Regions from separate parts of the Mus musculus genome. Here regions 1, 2 and 3 are each linked to region 4. A link is a contact called in public HiCAR-type, HiChIP or PLAC-seq and promoter capture Hi-C data. All regions are on one chromosome and are shown on one strand. The core of a region is the stretch at or near the end of the contact, and the rest is flanking DNA. Distances in the headings are between cores, read along the strand shown. Region 1 holds the start of Sirt6 (sirtuin 6). Region 2 holds the start of Gna11 (guanine nucleotide binding protein, alpha 11). Region 3 holds the start of Tle6 (transducin-like enhancer of split 6). Region 4 holds the start of Zfp938 (zinc finger protein 938).

Region 1 (3,199 bases), core at 262-2,761, 610 kb after region 4:
CACCCACCCACCTACCCACTCACCCATCCACCCACCCATCCACCCACCCATCTACCCACTCACCCATCCACCCACCCATCTACCCATCCATCCATCCATTCACTGATCCCACCTCCTCTACTAATCAGGTTCACTTTCACCCCACACCTACCACCAAGGGTGGGTGACAAAACACCCAAAAGAGTTGTCCACATGCTACCAGTCTGAAGGAAATCGCCACGGCAAGGTGGCAGGGAAGGCCTGTGGATTTAAGGGTTTGCCTTCTGAAGAGGTGACACAGCACAGGTGACGCTGCGCACTGGGCCTGGGCCTTGGCTCCCGCGTGGGATGTGTGCACCTGTCACAAGTGTGCAGATGCGTGTGTTCATACTGTTGCAGGTAGCACCCCTCACCAGCACCCAGACTTCCCTGGCCTCCCTCACCCACATCCCCCTACCTCAGGCGACTCCAGACCGGAACCCAGCGTCCAAGCAGCCTCTCTGGTTACCCGCTCCAGCTGCGAGCCACCAGCAGCAGAGTAGAGGTGACACCCGATCAGGTTGGGGTGGGGGAGCGGGGGACGGATGAGCCAAGGGAGGAGACAAGCTGCTGTTAGCCAGCTTGCTCAGATGGGCAGCCCCAAGGACGGCCTCTCCCACCTCCTTGTGTGCTCCTGCCTCCTCGAAGCCTTTCTTGGGGTCTCCACGGGGATCAGGAGGCTTCGGTTGTTATATGCTGCCATTGACCCATCACATGGCTCCTGTGTCTGTTGATTACCAACAGGCAGAATGGTCAGATAGTGCCTCCCATCTCTAGATGGCCACGGAAGCAGGGCTCTTCACCTCTCTCCTTGCATCTCTGGGCACCTCTGGGTAACACGTGGAACTCGCCCAGTTCTGTGGACCTAACCCTATGCTCTGTGATATTCCGGGAGGTGCACTCCAGAAACTAACCCAGGAAATGTTGGCAGGGGGCCCAGAGGTCTTTCCTCTGCCCAAGAACCCCAGTTTTCCATTCATTCTCTCCTGTAGCCAGAGTCAGGCAGACCCTGGATGACAGTCACAAAGGTTAGGGTATCATGTAGCCTAGCGTGGCTTCGAACTTTCTGTCCCCTCCTGCCAGTGCTATAAGCACTCCGGGCAGGGCTCTACACACTGAGAACTGTGGATTTTTGTTTTGCTTTGTTTGGTTTCATTTCTGGGTTTTGCTGATGTTGTCTCTTTTGAAACAGGGAGTTGGTCTGGGACTCGCAATCCCCCTGCCTCGACTCCTGTGAGTGGCCTCATCACTTTTCTGGCTCTGGTCGCGGATCCCAGGACTGGGGAATCCACTAAGTCAGAGAGGTAGTCTCGGCCAGCACTGAAGACTAAGCTTGCTGCATCAGGAGGGCGCATGCGCTCTGGAAAGAATGCTGTTTTTCACCTCCACGTACCCACCCCACCCTCAGGCACGTATCTAGGGAAGGCGGCTACTCTTTCCCGACCGTCCCTTCACCACTTCCGGCGGAAGCGGCCTCAACAAGGGAAACTTTATTGTTCCCGTGCGGCAGCGCCGGCGACGATGTCGGTGAATTATGCAGCAGGGTTGTCGCCTTACGCGGATAAGGGCAAGTGCGGGCTGCCCGAGGTGAGAGCTGCAGTGTTCGAGTCACCGAATGACCCCAGACGGGGAGCGGCCGGGCGAAGCGGGGCATTGTGGGAACAGCATGAAACATAGAGTCTAGACAATGGGAGGGACTTCCCTGGAAGGAGGGGGCGGGAAGTGACACCCACTGCTCAGGCTGGGTGACACGGAGGAACCTGGGTCAGGGAAGGAGTGAGGGGCTAATGGGAACGAGACCAAATCGTCAGGTCAGGGAGTGGACGTCTTAATTGTCAGGGAAAACCTGGAGCTGTGGGAAGATCTGCAGGGCCGGAAGCTGGCACCCTTTCCTGGGGGCATCCCTGTACCCCACTCTGTACTCCTCCCTGAATCTGGGCCAGATGGATCCTGAGTGTGGGGCTGTCAGTCTTTGTTGTTTCTGAAGGGGTGTAGTAGGGTGGAGGGTTCTCTCTTTGTAGCCCAGGCTGGCCCCGAACTCACAGGAATCTTCCTGCCTCTGCCTCCCGAGTACTGGTGTTAAAGGCCTGCGACACCATGCCCTGCCTGCCTCATGTTAACGGAGCCCCTAGACAAGTAGAGCTGCATCTTGATTTAGGGGAGAGAGGTGGGTTATCTAAAGTCCAGGATGGGGGATGACGTCAGTGGGGAGGTCACGTGGGCCACAACCAGACCAGGACAAAGGAGTGGCTGCCTGCAGGAACAGCACTCTGGGAAGAGGGCTCGGCATGTGCAAAGGCCCTGGGGTAGGACACAGCGATGTGTTAAGAGTGTGGCTGGAACTGAGGGATGTTGAGAAGGGGCAGACAGAGCATTGACCCACAGGAGGCCTGCCACTTGGGAGGTCACGTGTTGCCTCCTCCTGCCCTCTGACCCTACAGATCTTCGACCCACCAGAGGAGCTGGAACGCAAGGTGTGGGAGCTGGCCCGGCTAATGTGGCAGTCCTCCAGCGTGGTTTTCCACACGGGCGCCGGCATCAGCACCGCCTCTGGCATCCCCGACTTCAGGTCGGTGAACAATGAGGGGAAACTGAGGCAGGGCTCTTGCTGATACACCTCTAGGGACTAAGGTGAGGTGGCAGAAGGACCTTTCAGTTTTCCTATGTCTCTGAAAGGCCCAGCAAAAACTCCACTTGCCCAAGGATCAGAGCATGCCCACATAATGTAGTAGCTGCAAGGCATGCTGGGAAATGTATTCATGCAGCTCGGCCAGCCACTGGGTTTTCTAGGGTCAGAATGACTCAATGTTGTGGAGTGACTAGCTCACCCATAACCTTCGGTGGCAGCCTATGACCACTGTAAAGCATTCTGGGAACCCGCAGCCGGTCTTAACCAGTACTCAGCCCCAGCTCCACTAGCTCCCCTGCCTTTGTTTACCCCCAGACCCTCAGCCCCTCCGCCTCTTTCATGAAGACGTCCCATGCTCTTTAGAATTCTTGCCTACCCGGCAGTCATTGTCTCCACCACAGGATACAGAACCACCCTAAGAACGGGGCTGGGGCCAGCATGGGCTGACTTCAGCATTAACAGGAAGAGCCCACAGCCTGGAAAATGAATGTTTGACCTCTGTGCCTGTCCTCCTCTGCTTGCTATCCTCAGAGGCCCCCATGGCGTGTGGAC
Region 2 (3,323 bases), core at 134-2,633, 700 kb after region 4:
CCAATCAGCTAGTAAATGAAGACTTTGACCCTCCCCTTGCCGTCTTATCTCAAGGCTGGGCAATCAGGCAGGGACTGGGACAGGAACGCATGCAGCACAGGCCTGACTTTCAAGTTCTTTGTAGTCTCTTATTATTGACACATGCCCTGATTGAGTGCTGACTGGGTACGCATGCCTCTTTCTGGAAGGTAGAAAACACTTCTCAGGTTTGTGAGTTAGTTTACACTTGGGGGACTCAGATTGACCCACCAACAGGGAACTTACCTGCCTGGTACATGCGGGGGGCGGGGGTGGGGTGGGTTCCACTCCAGCACATGCAAACCACATTCATGGGCGTTCACATGCACAACAACAGCGTAAATTGGTGCTTGGTATACAGCAGGCAGACTGTTAATAATGCTTATTCTTCACCTGCCAGTAAGCCTGGTTGACAGTATATATGTATGTATGTGTGTGTGTGTGTGCGTGTGTATATATATACACACATATACATATATACATATATGTGTATGTATATATACACACATATGTACATATACACACATATATGACATATGTATATATGTATATATATATATATACACACACATATATATATGAAATCAGGCAGCATATTAATAGGAGGTACTGTGCTGCATCAGCACATAGTACACAGTAGGAGCTATATACAATATGTGGTATACGGCAGGCACAGCATTCATATTTGGCATACGTTGTATATGTGAAAAACACTTGGTTTGTATACCCTATATTGAATGTGGCAGTTACATATGCGTGTTTCCTTAAGGCTTGGTATACAGTAGATGTGATATTAATGCCTGAGCTACCACAGGCTGCCGCATCAGTGTATACTCTACAGCAAGCATTGTGTTCATACTTGTGACCTGTGTGGTATTTAACGAGTGCTGCATGAATGTACTGTACACAGTAGGGCATGAATTTCTGCCTGGCACACGATAGGCCTGCTTAGGAATGGATGAGCGAGCCGGTCAGGGCGTTTTCTCACATCCGCAGGCGGTGACGGCCTCGCTCCAGAGAACTGCAGCCTCTCTCTTGGCGCTCTCAGCACAGCCTCGGGGAGCCGAGAGAAGCCGAGCGCAGCCGAGCGGCGCCTGCCCGAGCCGAGAGGAGCCGAGTGTAGCCGAGCGGCGCCTCCCCGAGCCGAGCCTCGCTTCGCCTCCCGAAAGGAACCGAGCTCGGGCTTCCGAGTCCTCCCCATTCCCACAATCCTCGGCGTCCGCGCCCAGCCGCGAACCGTTCAACCCCTTCCCACGTCGACGCAACCCCACGCGCGCTTGCGCTGCGCCCTCCAGACCCCGCCCCCGAGCGGCGAGGCCCCGCCCCCAGGCGATCCTAAAGTCCTGTCCCTGCGGCGCGCGCGCGCGCGCAGCCGTGCGGCCCCTCCCATTGGCCGCGCCGCCTGCCCGTCCCGGGGCCCGTGGCAGCGCTTCAGGTCCTCGGGCGCCGGCGCTCGGTGGCGACGGCTGCGGGTAGCGGCGGCGGCGGCGGCTGCGCTGCACGGCGCGGACGGTGGACGCGCCTCTGGGGCCGGGCCGTGGCCTTCGGGGAACCGGGAAGAGGTAGGGCCGGGCCGGCGGCAGCCGGAGGACCGCGACGATGACTCTGGAGTCCATGATGGCGTGTTGCCTGAGCGACGAGGTGAAGGAGTCGAAGCGCATCAACGCGGAGATCGAGAAACAGCTGCGGCGGGACAAGCGCGACGCCCGGCGCGAGCTCAAGCTGCTGCTACTTGGTGAGCTGCGTGCCCGTGCCGTGGGACCTCTGTCACGGGGACCGGGTGGGTGCACGGGGCATCCGGGCCTTGCCGGGGTCTCCGCGCGCGCAGGGTGCTGCAGCCGCCGCGGTCTCTGGTCCCCGGCGAGTAGCGCGCGGTGACAGTCGGGTGCGACCCCTTCAGACCGCTGCCCACGGCCTGTCGGGCCACCTCGGATGTCCTCGGGGCAACTAGTCAGCGCTGCCCTGCAGCGGTCAGCCCTTCCGGGATCGCTGCACCCTGAGCAGTGCAGGTGGCTTGGGCCTGTGGTGGCCAGCTTCTCCCGTGTGGTCCCCTGGGCTCAGCCTGTGCGACCCTTTGTGGCCAGCCTTTCTGTTATCCAGGCCTTAGATTCATTCGGGGTCAGCCTCCTGCCTCTGATATCTGTGGTGAGATTTTGCATCTGCTGGCCACATTGGGCCCCAGGACCCTGGGAGACTTGCTTTCTGTCGCTCCTGAGAATTCTTGCACGGAGGTGGCCCTTGGCCCTGCCGCACCAAGTAGGCTCTCTCCTTTCCATTGTCCCCACATAGCCTCCGGTGAGCCCTGTAAGCTGTCTTGCTCTCATGATGCCCCTTTGGATTACAGACTCCCCAAGACAGTTCCCAAAGGGTTGCACCCTCCTCTCTACCTCCAAGGACTATACACCCAAATGGTCCTGCTTTGCTTCTGGCTTGTTGCTTTCGTGGGTACTCCTCAGTCTCCCTCTCTTTTCCATAGATCCTCTGAATTCCTCCACATTGGAGTGGGTGGCTTTTCTTCTTTGGGCTTCTGTTGTGCCGGAACCCAGTAGGTTGACAGCAGTCAGCCTTGCAGCCTCCCTGGCCCTGTCCTGCCTCCTGGGGGTCCAGTCTTGTCCTCTCCACACCCCACCCACCCCAGGGAAGCTCAATGTGTGTCTGTCACTTCCTGGGGTTCTGACTCCTCAAGGCCCACCTGTTGCTGGGAGCCAGGGAGCCCAGGTCCTCTTGTTGTCACCCCAAATAAGAGCCCAAAATGAGGACAGGGTAGCCTGGGCCCTGTGGGGGTTTACAAAACAGACTGGGGAGCTCTGCCTGCCCCTCCCAGATCCCAGATGAGCTACATGCAGTTCAAGAATGGGGACCCAGGACAAAGGGTGGCCTTGGAGAACCTGAGGAAAGGACTGTGGGGAGCCTTTGACTAGGAGGGGTGGAGGGCAGTGATACTCCAATTGTCCCATGAGAGATGTCAGGTAGGAGTACACGCTGTCTTCTGTTGCTGTGGCCTGTGTGGTTCTCAGGGTCATGGAGCCTTGGTTACTTTTCTCCAGCATGGTGGGATTCCCTCAAAGCTCTATGCAGCTTTCCAGGAAGGATGGGATAAGAAGAGGACAGAGCAGCCCAGAGCAAACAGCAGTGGCCCCAGGGTAGTCATATGGGGGCCACAGTATGGCCCTAGCCCACCTCTGCAGGGGGTCAGCAGCTGCCAGGTAAAGATGACATTGGTTGGCTGAGCCCAATAGTGTGTCATCCCAGCTCTGTCCTGTCCCCAAAGCTGGCCTTGAAGTCCCCTCGGATTCAGGAGTGCT
Region 3 (3,286 bases), core at 701-3,200, 640 kb after region 4:
TGTGCAAAACTCATGGGGTCAAAAGCAGGGCCGGGATAAAAAGAAAAAGTATATATGTATATGGGGCTGGAGAGGCGGCTCAGCAGTTACCAGCACTAGCTGTTCCTGCAGGGGACCCAGCACCATATGTCTGCCCCAGTTATAGGAAATCCAACACCCTTTTCCGGCTTCTGAGGGTACCTGGCACACACATGGTTTGAGTGCATGCAAGCAAACATTTGTACACTTAATTTGTTTGTTTGTTTGTTCCCAGACCGTGTTTCTCTGTGTAGCCCTGGCTGTCCTGGAACCTGCTCAGTAGACTAGGCTGGCCTCAAACTCAGAGATTCATCTGCCTCTGCCATGAACTGGGATAAAAGGCATGCACCACCACTGCCTGGCCTTAAAATATATATTTTTTAAAGATTTATTTATTTAAGGCTGGGCGTGGTGGTGCATGCTTTTAATCCCAGCACTCGGGAGGCAGAGGCAGGTGGATTTCTGAGAACGAGGCCAGCCTGGTCTACAAAGTGAGTTCCAGGACAGCCAGGGCTATACAGAGAAACCCTGTCTCGAAAAAACAAAAAACAAAAAAAAGAGATTTATTTATTTAATATATGTGAGTGCTCTATAAGTCAGAAGAGGGCTTCAGATCGCATTATAGATGGTTGTGAGCCACCGTGTGGTTGCTGGGAATTGAGCCTGGATCCTCTAGAAGATCAGCCAGTGCTCTTAACTGCTGAGCCATCTCTCCAGTCCCTTAAATACTTTTCAATGAAGGAAAAGTTGCTGTGACAGAGGCCTAATTGAGTTGCAATCACTTGTTCATGTGTGGTATGTGGGTGCAAGAGGACACTTCTTGGGAATTAGAACACATTCTCACCTTCTACTGTGTGGGTCGCAGGGATCAAACTCAAGCTGAGCAGCAATGGGCTTTACCCACTAAGCCCTCTCACAGCCCTTTCTGTTTTACACCTGCTTGTACTATGGAAACCAGGCTGGCCCCAAACTCACCGTCACTGCCCCTGCCTCCGAGTCCAAAGTGGTGACTGTGGTTTAATTTCACATCCCCCATCTGTGGCTGGAGTGGACGTAGGAGTGAGGCTAGGGAGGTCCAGAGAGTCCACTCTAACCCAGGCCATCCTCAGCTTACTCCAGGATCCTCCATCCAGGGCCAGGGATGGGGGCTGAGCCTTGCAGGGAGCTCAGGGTTCTGCTTCACTTCCTGTCCTTGAATATGGGGGTCTGGGCTTGTGTGGCTTTGTGCCCGATGTCTTTCCTTTCTCTCTCATTTGAGACAGTCTCCTGTACTCCAAGCTAACCTGGAATTTGCTATCTAACTCAGGACGACCTCGAACTCCTAACCCTCCTACTTTTACCTCCCCAGTGCTGGGATAATGAAGGTGTCTTCAAGTGGTGCTGGGGGTAGGGCCCAGGGCACATGCGGGCCAGCCAGGATGAATCCTGATTCTCCTGTTTCAGTAAGATTTAAAAGAAAAGTGTGTGTGGGGTGTGTGTGTGTGTGTACGTGCAAGAGTGAGTTGTGAGTTCGTGGTCCACCCTGTGGATCCCAGGGATCGAGTTCGGATCAAACGTCTAGGCCGCAATCACCTTCACCTGCTGATCCGTCTCGAATGCCCCAAATAATCAGACTTTTCACCAAACACTCTGAAATTCTCCCAGCTCCCGAATCGCCACACCTGGAACGCGAGGGTTAAGCCGAAGCAGGAACTCCGTGATTGACAGCACGGCCACAAACTGAGCAATGAGCATTCTGGCTCGCAGCCCACGTGGGCTCGCCGCCTTCTGATTGGTCAGGGCCTGCAGGGGCGGTTCGCTGAGTCCGGGGCCCACGTGCACCGTGGCCTGGGCCCTGATACACGCTTCCCTCGGTGGGTGCAGGGGGCGTGGTGTGTGGGTGTGGCCTAGTAGGGCGTGGCCTAGGCTGGAGGGGCGGGGTGAGAGGGGTCAAATGGCCCGGGGCCCAGCAGGAGGGGCTTCCTCCTGGCCTGACCCTGGCTGACCTCAGAGGCTTCCTCTGGGATCCCTGGGGCCTCCCTAACCTCAGAGGTGGTGCGTGAGGGCAGCCCGCTTCCTGCGGGCGGGTCGGGAGAAGAGGGAGCCCGAGGGAGGGGTGTGGACCCTCACAAAACCGACTTCAGCGGGGAGTTTACCTAGGTTGAGTGATTTGGGAGTGAACCAAGTGTCGTTTCTCTTGTCTCCTTTATTCTTTTTTGAAAAATGTTTTAAGTGTGTGCCTGAGCGTATATATTTGCACCACATGCAGGCTTAACTAGTACGCCTGGAAAACTTTTTTTGTTTTGGTTTGTTTTGGTTTTTTGGCTTATTGGTTCCTGGCTGTCCTGGAACTCACTTTGTAGACCAGGCTGGCCTCGAACTCAGAAATCTGCCTGCTTCTGCCTCCTAAATGCTGGGATTAAAGGCGTGTGCCCGGCCTGCCTGGCAAACGGTCCACGACTAGCCACATTTCTGGCTGATCCCGCTAGGGAGTTGGAGGTGCCTGGTTCTCTATTCTTGGTATCTGAAGAGATACTAATGAGGCCCTTAGCTGGGGGTGTGTGTCTGAAACCTTAGTAGTAGTAGTAAAGCCGGGTCTTGGGGAAAGGGAGCGCAGAAGACATGGGGATGGGGAAGGGGCTTCCTCCCCAGCTGGGTCCAGATGATGAAGAGGCTACGGGGATGGGGGTGGGAGTCGGCTTTTCTGCCTTCTAAAAACCTATACCTGTTCTTATAGGACTTAATCAGATTTGTGACCTCAAGAATCTTCTAGATGACTTCCCACAGACAGAGCAGTGACACCTTTGGTGGAATTTTGGTGAGAGAGAAATGGTGGTGAGGGGCACAGTTAGCTTCCTCTCTTCCTACTGTGTTTGGGGTTTTGGAGACTAGTTCTCTCTGCCCCCCCCACCCCCACCCCGCACCGGGAGCTCATGCAATCCTGCCTACCTAGCTAAGATGAAAGGCCTGCACCCCAGCCTGAGCCCCTCAGTGCCTGCACCTGTGACCCCTGACAGCGCAGGTGAAAACCCCCATAGACCAGACCGGGCCCACATTTTCCCAATGTCAATCAAGTGGTGATTATTAACACTAGGTGTTCACCTGGTGTGGTCAGGGCTGAGCCTCTCCTAGCAAGTGGCTCTTTAGTTCCATGTGTTAACACTATATTGGGATTAAAGATCGTTGCCCAGCTTTAATCCACACTTGGGAGGCTGAGGCAGGTGGATCTTTTAGTTCAAGGACAGCCAGCTCTAGGTAATTCCAGAACAATCGGCTACATAGACCCTTT
Region 4 (3,260 bases), core at 251-2,750:
TGGAGAGAGGAGCAATGTAAACTTCACCTGCTAGGCAAGATATGTCCCTGAGTGGCTTACCTGAATAACCCTCAGGAAGTGGTGGCCTGCACTGAATTTTAAAAGTCCAGAATACGGAGGTTGTAAGACAGCATGATAATGATGCTTGGTGGTGAAATCCACCACCAAGAGTAAGGTCTGTCAGATGGAAGGCATGCAGGCAAGGGCCTTGTGGCCTGTACCATGCACACACACACACACACACACACACACACACACACACACCAGAGTAGGGGGTTTTTCATGTGTGGTTGTCATTTACCCAGAACCTGTGTGGTCATCCCAGTAGCATAAGCAAGTGTCATAGGTACAGAACAGCAATGTTGTGGACACATACATGACATCTAGCACCTTAGTCCCAATGGGAGTCACTGCCCAGATGTGTGATGACCAGCCTTCTAGGTCCCAGATCCTTATAGGTAAGAAGAGCACACAGTAAATAATTCCAGTCTCCAGTCTGGATTCTGTGTAAGCACAGCCTGAGCAGGCCTGAGGCAAAGTCTGTACAGAAAGACAGACCTTGACACATCCTGCAAAGGGTGTTACTGGACAGGTCCTCTTTTCATGATTCTTACTCCTTTCATCACAAATGTCTTTGCTTTCTGTCTTCCTTGATTTTCTTTTCTTTGCCAACTCAGAGTAGAGTTAGTTGCTTAATGTAAAAGAAATGCCTTGGAGATAATGTACAAATAATCTGCCTGAGCAGTACATCTTAACAAACTCGGTTAACATGAGCCATTGTGTTATGCAAGACATGCTAATCTCAAACTGTCTATATCTATCATCTGACCCTGGTCACCTCCTGTTTGGGAAGCCTAATTGTTTGCATTTGGTGCCATAAATCAAGTTTCTTGCATTTTATTTGTTTGCTTGTTTTGGTTTTTCCTGACTGTTCTGAAACTCACTCTGTAGACCAGACGTAAATGTTTTTATATCCAGCTTTCACCTCCCAAATGCTGACATGATAGGCCAGTGTCACCACAAAAGGCTGGGAAAGTTAATCTTTTGGCTACTAATGTGCAGTGGAGAGAAATGTGAGCAACATTACTGTAATTGCTAATGCCTGAATGGTGCGTATCAATTAGGTAGTTTAAGTTCGACTTGGACGGGCTGGGCGCCCATATAGCTGTGAAGCAGTGGGTTCACCCCCTGTACATTGTTTAATGGTCATTGCAAGCTAGAGACCCTCTCCTGTGCCTACTCGAAGGAAGAGTGTCTACTGAGTGTAGGAAAAATGTGGGGACAACTTTGCAGTTCAGGCTCAAGTTCTACTGCAGTGCCAAACTCCTCAGGTCTGGGGCAGTTCTGTGCCTGAGGTGGAAGCCAGGGCTGGAAACATCAGTGCAATCTGTCACTGTGGGAGCTGTTCCTGTCACTCAAGCCTCACTAGCCAATCAGGGACTCCAGATGGACCGAGCAGTTAGAATGGGGAGAGCACTTCCGGTCCGCCATACTGCAGTCTTGGCTGAGGCTCTGTGGAAGTCGGCTGTGATTCCGTGTGCTTTGATGTGATCTGTTGCCGGGAGCTGGGAGGAGAGTTGTGCGAGTTTGCAGCCTGCGCCATGGTGAGCTGGATCGCTGTCCAAATGCGGGGCGGATCCGCGGGGCCCCTGTGGTGTTTGTCCAGGGGCTGCGGGGAATCAGCGTCAGGTGTTTCTCTGTTTGTTCACTTGAGTTCCCTGCACCTCCCTGAATGACCTCCTTGAGTTCCACCCCCTGCTCCGACTATGGGGAGCTCGGAGCCCTTGTGGGAAAACATCCCTGATGCTGACGTCACCATGCAGTGAGCGCCTCACTTGCTTTTACCGTCTCCAGGAAAGGCAGATTTTCTGACAGGCAGAGCTCTAGTTTCTCTGTGCCCTCTAAAGTTCTGCACCAGGCACGTGACATTCGGGTGTAGCATCCATCGCAGTTAACTGTGCGCAGTGTAAGGTCTGTGTCATTAACACATTCGCATGTGGATGCCACGGTGGTCCAGTCACGTGTGTTAGTAAGGCCAGACTCACTGTGTTCCCCTGCCTAAGTTGTCAAAATTGACACAATTTTAATGGTGTGGGTTTTTTCCTTCTCATATTTTGTCGATCTTTCTATTCTTCCCCAGGAAGTTGTTTTTTATTAGATTGTTTGCTTGGTTTGGTTGGTTGCTTGTGTATGGGGGTTTTGTTTGTGTTTTGTTTTGTTTTGTTTTGAAGCAGGATTTCTCTGTGTAGACTAGGCTGGCCTGGAACTCACAGAAGTACAAATGTGCCTCTCCTTCCCAAGGGCTGGGATTAAAGGTGTGGGCCACCACTGCTTAGCTACAATATAGCCCTTATTGCAGTTGTATTTGACAATTGAAGTCAGAGAATGTCACTGTGTGTACTGTATATATTCAATCTTTTGTTAACCAATTTTCATTCATGAGTACTGAATACTGTTTCTCATCTGCTTTCTGTTGTTGATAGCTTAAATTGTTAGACTTTTCATTGGGTCTATGGATCCATAGCTTAAAATCCATATGATAGTGATATAAGAGCCAAGATGGCAGGAAACCACATAATTACTTTCTAGTCAAGGTTTAGCTCAGCTCCCTGCTAAGGCAAGTCCATCCCAGTATACCCCTGAGCCTTTTTCATGAGGAGCTTTTAAGCACAAAAAACCATGTTGACAACATGAGTAAGGTAGTACATGTAGAGACTATCCCATAACTTTGGACTTTGATGGACTAGGCCTTTGTGTTTTTTTGTTGGCAGATGGTACTGTCTCTGTGTTGAAGTTACAGCTTGAATGGTACTGTCATCATAGAGTCAGGGCCCTTGTTACATTCCCCACTGGTCTTAGTGAATGTGTCAAATCATGATTTCATCCTATTTTAGTTTAAGATGTAGGACCCCACTGTTAATCCAATCAGAATGAAAATTAAAGGCTCAGTCAGTGCCAAAAGCAGAGTAGTTAGCCAGAGGACCAAGAAAATGGAGACAAGTATCAATTTTATCCCTAACCATGGCAGTAATTCTTAAATTAGTTCTGGTTAAATAGCATAGAAACAATAGGGGTTTTTCCCCAAAGCCAGACATAATTTCTTTTCTGTCAGAAGAAGTAAGTTGAAGCCTTTTCAATTTTGTAGGATCATTTCTGTAAGGGACTCTAACTGTTGTTTTAATAGAAACATTTTAATAGCATTAGCTCTTGATCAACCTGTGTACTTAGTTTGTAAAGGATCAAAAGAGATATATTTAGTC

What was found. Promoter capture Hi-C pulls out the DNA fragments that hold promoters and counts their contacts. HiCAR-type assays count read pairs that join an accessible place to other places. HiChIP or PLAC-seq counts read pairs in DNA pulled down with a chosen protein or histone mark.
Region 1: an H3K4me3 HiChIP or PLAC-seq map of stem cell-derived neural progenitor cells shows a contact between it and region 4, with 4 times the contacts expected there. The contact joins the promoter of Sirt6 here to the promoter of Zfp938 in region 4. A contact is called at or near these places in 7 of 39 promoter capture datasets (the HPC-7 cell line, HPC-7-derived erythroid cells, cranial neural crest and 4 more), 1 of 484 Hi-C or Micro-C datasets (liver), 3 of 115 datasets of contacts at active chromatin or transcription factors (extraembryonic endoderm stem cells, large pre-B cells and stem cell-derived neural progenitor cells) and 1 of 9 other capture datasets (liver).
Region 2: a HiCAR-type map of astrocytes shows a contact between it and region 4, with 2.6 times the contacts expected there. The contact joins the promoter of Gna11 here to the promoter of Zfp938 in region 4. A contact is called at or near these places in 1 of 484 Hi-C or Micro-C datasets (B cells) and 2 of 115 datasets of contacts at active chromatin or transcription factors (astrocytes and stem cell-derived neural progenitor cells).
Region 3: a promoter capture Hi-C map of neural stem cells shows a contact between it and region 4. The contact joins the promoter of Tle6 here to the promoter of Zfp938 in region 4. A contact is called at or near these places in 6 of 39 promoter capture datasets (the C10 cell line, the HPC-7 cell line, cranial neural crest and 3 more), 2 of 484 Hi-C or Micro-C datasets (Sertoli cells and Th1 cells) and 3 of 115 datasets of contacts at active chromatin or transcription factors (astrocytes, embryonic stem cells and pancreatic cancer cells).

Annotation. Positions count from the first base shown.
Region 1 is chr10:81,625,878-81,629,076 of GRCm38.p6, reverse strand. It overlaps Sirt6 (sirtuin 6), which reads left to right and starts at 1,511. Exons shown (of 8, transcript NM_181586.4): 1 at 1,511-1,605; 2 at 2,460-2,587; 3 at 3,179-3,199. The coding sequence starts at 1,540. It also overlaps a transcript of Ankrd24 not described here.
Region 2 is chr10:81,543,222-81,546,544 of GRCm38.p6, reverse strand. Gna11 (guanine nucleotide binding protein, alpha 11) reads left to right here and starts at 1,383. Exons shown (of 7, transcript NM_010301.4): 1 at 1,383-1,753. The coding sequence starts at 1,618.
Region 3 is chr10:81,599,564-81,602,849 of GRCm38.p6, reverse strand. Tle6 (transducin-like enhancer of split 6) reads left to right here and starts at 1,950. Exons shown (of 14, transcript NM_053254.2): 1 at 1,950-2,052; 2 at 2,735-2,815. The coding sequence starts at 2,771.
Region 4 is chr10:82,239,515-82,242,774 of GRCm38.p6, reverse strand. It overlaps Zfp938 (zinc finger protein 938), which reads left to right and starts at 1,500. Exons shown (of 4, transcript NM_001105557.2): 1 at 1,500-1,604. The coding sequence starts at 1,602.